Linked DNA regions of Arachis hypogaea: region 2 is linked to region 1. A link is a contact called in public Hi-C data. All regions are on one chromosome and are shown on one strand. The core of a region is the stretch at or near the end of the contact, and the rest is flanking DNA. Distances in the headings are between cores, read along the strand shown.

Evidence for each region. A called contact is a pair of places that touch in the nucleus more often than the background predicts.
Region 2: a contact with region 1 is called in a Hi-C map of an unstated tissue, with 8 times the contacts expected there. The contact joins the enhancer-like site here to the promoter of LOC112706113 in region 1. A contact is called at or near these places in 5 of 8 Hi-C or Micro-C datasets (leaf and an unstated tissue).

Annotation. Positions count from the first base shown.
Region 1 is chr8:11,663,449-11,666,148 of arahy.Tifrunner.gnm2.J5K5, reverse strand. LOC112706113 (small ribosomal subunit protein uS13c) reads left to right here and starts at 1,269. Exons shown (of 3, transcript XM_025757241.3): 1 at 1,269-1,516; 2 at 1,586-1,810; 3 at 1,891-2,268. The coding sequence starts at 1,412. The coding sequence ends at 2,052.
Region 2 is chr8:11,708,493-11,711,192 of arahy.Tifrunner.gnm2.J5K5, reverse strand. No RefSeq gene overlaps it. Among protein-coding and RNA genes, the nearest start is that of LOC112706116, 7.7 kb to the left of the region's middle. Within about 2 kb of position 1,377, at least 3 of the 3 cell types and tissues checked have open chromatin away from gene starts, as enhancers often do.

The DNA of each region.
Region 1 (2,700 bases), core at 20-2,519:
TAAAGGCTTGCATAAATAGGGCCTTGCATACTCTCAGCATGTGGCCTTCAAACACAATTAACTATAGTTTGTTAACAATTGAAGGCCCAATACACTTTTTAAAAAAATTCTAATACATTTTTTATTGGTCCAAAATTCAACACAAACTTCTCTTATTTATGAAATAAACCCCACGTCTAGGGGAATAAACCTATAAACCTATAAACAAGTTTCCTGGTAGCAAAGCAGGGAAATTTTTGCCACGCCACTAAAATTTGTGCTACGTGTTGACAATGGAAGTGTGACAGCACTGGGTGAATGCTTCACCTTATCCTACCAGGTGAAGGTTAAAACTCACCTAATCTCTATGCATTTATTTTTTGGTTTTTTGGACGGATCCGGGTCATGAGGACCTGTCCAGACCAAGACCTAAGCCCGAAAACAATGAAAAGGATTCCAACACTACCCACTCTAACAACGACGTTGAAACACTATTCCCTCCCCTACCCCTTTTCAAATAGATTAAACCTTTCGTCCAAAATATTTTACACCAAAGCAACGCGAAACACTCATGAGAGAGGGAACGACGACGATCTGCACGGCCGCCAAAGGTGATTACGGAGGAACTGATGCTGCGCCAAGCTGGGGAAAGCTATGGCACCGCCGAGGACTCCTTCCCTATCCTTAGCGGCGGACAGAACAGTGGAAGTATGTGTTCGCTGGGGGGAAGGGAAAGATCTCTGATCCCGCGCAACGCTCCAGTTTCCGTTGCCACCACCGATCGTCGCACCCACCAACTAATACCAATAGAGGAAGTATAGGGAGCCAATGGAGTATATGTACAATGTGTACAATGGGGTATATGGATGTTCGATTCAGTAGGATAGCAGATGTTTATTATCCATGGTACTTAGATGGTTATTCTAGATAGTATGTGTCTATTGTGTTTGAGAAATTAGTAGTATTTTATCTTGAATGTTTATTTTTTAACTCATATTGGGCCAAATAAATAGCTCAATATACACATTATACAAATATTCCATTGACTCTTAGCAGAATTCATACCAATAACATTAACCCCCTTATCTTCTTCTTCCCACTCCCCATTTTCCAAAACCAACCCAACCCCTCTCTTTTTTTTTCTTTCATTTTTCAGGAAAGAAAAAAAGAAAATAAGAATCTATCCATTCAAATCCCGTATGCTATACGATTAGGGTTTTCCATTCCCCAAAAATAGTTGGCCCAAGAAGCACAAGTCATAAGACAATTAGTTTGGCCCAATAGGCCTTAACTGAAAAAAGAAAATTGAATTTCGGATCCAAACATTCGGGTAAGGAAGAGATGGAAATAATTGGATAAAGATATGAGTAACTATCAAATATGAAGATGATTGGAGTTAGTAGCAGCAGAGAAAGAGAAGAACAACTCAAGCATGGCACAAACGCTAGCAATGCCCGTATCTCCCTCCCTCGCCCTAATCTCAAACCCTAAACCTCTTTCGAGAACCGTCTCCTTCCCCGTTCTCAACCCTCCCAAGGTAACATAAATCAAACTCCACCTACATTTTTTGAAATTTTTTTGTTTATCTTTAAATTTGTGTGTTCAGGTGAGAGGGTTAAGCATAGAGTGCGCTCGTGTTGGCGGAGTGGAAATTCCGAACAACAAGAGGATCGAGTTCTCGTTACAGTACATCCATGGAATCGGGAGAAGCAGAGCTCGCAAGATTCTCTGCGATATTAGCATGGACAACAAGGTCACTAAGGATCTCAGCGAAGAGGAACTCATCACTCTTAGGGATGAAGTCTCCAAATACGTCATTGAAGGCGATTTGGTTAGTTTCCTTTCGTTTAAGCAACTGCGTTAATTAAGAAGAAACGTTTAGGTTATTGATGTGTTTATTGATTTTATCAGAGGAGGTTTAATGCGTTGAATATAAGGAGACTGAAGGAGATTCAGTGCTACCGAGGAATAAGGCATATTCAGGGTCTTCCTTGCCGAGGACAACGTACAAAGAACAATTGCAGGACCTTGAAGGGTAAGAAGGTTGCTATTGCTGGCAAGAAGAAGAAGTGATCAATTCTGTGAGTACAATTTAATTCCTTGTAATTTCTTATTAGCAATGCTGCATTCTGTTTAATATGTGCTTATTTTGTAGAATACTTATTACTAGCTTATATACCTGATTTGCATGGGACAATCGAGTAATTTGAATGCATTCTTCAAAATGCAGTTTTACTATTGGAGTGTAATTGTGTAATCAATTATTTAATGCATCAGATTATTTGATAATAGGCATAGTGAGAAAGTAATTTTCCTTTTAGTATATTCAATGTTTTAGCAGCTGCTCGGTTAGTACATTTACAATTGTTTTCTCCCCTATGTTTCTGTTCTTAGGCTCATCTTGCAGCTTGATAGTAAATCTGAAAATAATGTAGTCTGTTAATGTTTGCACTAGAGAATTCAGAACATAAGAAATTCTTAACCATAGCTTTCTAAACTATGTCTTCTAAAGTTCCTTCTGTATACAACATGGTAACTCTTCATGATTTTCCAGCGGTATTTTCGAATCATTTCTATTCAATTCTAGACACTAGACACTTCGACAGTGCCCACGTACATGTCCATGAATGAAAGCTGGCCTTGGTGCTGCAATATTGTGGTAGTCAAATACTCTCTCCATTTTATATTAGATATGTTGTAGTATATTTATAAATCAAGGTA
Region 2 (2,700 bases), core at 128-2,627, 45 kb before region 1:
TTTCAAGACCGAGGCTATCAACCATTCAGTCATCTCTCCAACTAAAAAGTCAATTTCTATTTTATCTTTATTCTACTTAATAGAACATAACTATATGAATTAATATAGTTAGTATTGGTCGATGATCAATGGCATAGATATCCGGTGTGAATCAATTGGTCACTTTTAATTTTTTTAAATATTATAGAAGATGCATGATCCAACATGTTTTTTTCTAAAATAAAAATAAACCTTCGTTCCATGCAAAAAATAAAGGTATTCGTTCCGTAACAGATCTCTTACAAGATCAATTTGAATTGGCTCTGGTTCGTTTAGAAAATATGGCTAGAGAAACGATATGTGGAGCAACAAACTATTCGGATTGATTGATAATATTAGTTTATCAAAACAAAAAATAGAAGAGAGAAAAAAGAAGTTAATAACCTTGTTTTTTATTTGTAACTGAATGGGGTGATCGAATCTTTTTGGAGTGTGTAAGTGCATGGTTTCGAAGCTGTCAAGAGTGAGCGAGAAGCTGCGCACGACGATCATAGCCGAGTGTGGAATTTGGCTTTGTTTTGATGAAACCATGTGATTGTTTCCTTGTTGAACGAGGTTTCACTAATTCTTTGTACACTGTTATTATTACAACCCTACTTGTATTTTTGTCTTGGGTAGTCTATTTCTGTTTCTTCTTTTCTATGATTTGTTTTGACGCCGTCATTATGATGGATTTGGTTTTTGTTCCTCAGAAAACTATCAACATTATTCGATGGACAAACGAGGGAAATAAAAACATCACCGCTTTTGAGATAAGGAAGCAAATAGAAGTTAATGATATTGATTTTAGAATGTGATGCTGTATTCGGAATATACTAAGCAAATGTAGATAGAATCTCTTTATATTAAGAAAATGTATGTAAAATCTTCATTCTTGTATATCATAGAATGGCTAAGAAGGAAGCTAAAGCCATGGAGATTAAGGCCTTAAGACATTTGTAACAAATTAACAATGAATTTTGGTCCTTGTTTTTGGTCAACAAAAATCTTAGGAGTTAAGGTTTTTTGTTGTACTATCTTGGAATTAAATTGTACTACATAAAGTTGATCCTAAGATTTATTAGGTTTTTGCTTCTTTTTTTTTTAAGTCCTAATTTATTGCAGATTGAAGCTTAAAATAAGATCATTAATGTGTATTTTTTTTGGGCCTAAGCCCCATTGAAAAACAAGAGAAATAAAGATTGCAAAGTTTTTTATTTCATTTTTTTCTTCTCGGAACGTGGACACTGGCAATATTTTTGTCACTATTGTAGACCTTTTTTCTTTAGAATGTTCTAGCAATGTTTCTGCAGTTTTTCTATTGAGCTGGATAGTTATAACTCTTTGGTAAAGGTTGTACATTTTTTCGCGGAATAGAAGGTTGTAGCTCTTATATCCGTGATAAGTTTTTTAAATGGGTAAACCTTTTAAGCAGTGTACTTTTTCTTTGACCATGTGTTCTCTCAAGTCCAAAATAAGAAAAAAACTAATGAATAATGATGGAGTAATATATATGTAGATAAGTTAACCAATTTGAGTTGGTTTAGTGGTTAGTTTACTAGTCTATTTAAATAACTATCAGGAATTCGAATTTCATCTTGTGTATGCTGCCAGTAAACTTTTAAATAGAACTCCAATTTACGACGGATTAATTCTTAATCTGTCAGACTGAAAGATATTGTATACAACCAAAAAATTATATATATTCAAATAAATTGATTCATAAATGTAACAAAAATGTCAAAATGACCCAAAATAAAAAATGAACTGAGTAATGTTTGTTGGTGATTGATGTTGTTTTTTAACCTTTTTGGGTTTTTGGTTACCATGAGTTCCAAAAAATATTTTTACAATTTTGCTAGGGAGACCATAAGGAATCCGAATAATGTGAACAATAGGCTTCAACTTTAGTTCAATACAAAAAAAAGGTAACAAACATTCCCCAAATTACCTAAATAAAAAAATTCACCCAGTTATTTTAAATAATTAACCATCCCAAACTCTAATTTACCAACGCATTTCACCTAAACACCTTCTTCTCCCCAAACCATTTGCCACCCCACCCTCATCAATCATTCCACCTCACCGGCGTTAGAAACTCTCTCACTGACCATCATTGTCGCCCCCTATAGCCCCTCCCCTGCGCGTTTCTCTCTCCCTCGCCGACAGCCAACATCGCGGAGGGGCCCGTCATCCCCGTCGCGCGTCTCTCTCTCACTCGGCGGCATCCATCATCGCAGAGGGCAAGTTATCCCCGTCGCGTGTTTGTCTCTCCCTTGCTGGCAGCCAACATCGTAGAGGGCTCATCCTCTCTGTCATGCATCCGGCATGCCCCGCTCGTCTCTCTCTCCCGAGCTGGAAGCCAACATCAGGGTCATTTTCAACCACCGTCATCTTTCTCTTTTCATACCGTCATAATCCTTGCCGCTGATCTCGTCGGCCCCGTCGCTCTATGCCAGCCATCCCCATCCATCATCGAGCTCTCACCCGTCGGACACCAACCTTGCGACATCTGGAAAATTTGAGATAGATCTAAATCCAACAAACAATCATTCAGGTAGTTATTAAAAATGACCATCCGGCTATCTAATGAAATGAACATCTAGCAATTGCTAATTATATATACTTAAACTAACCATCCTAGTAAGAATTACAATAACCATCCGACAATTTATTAAACAA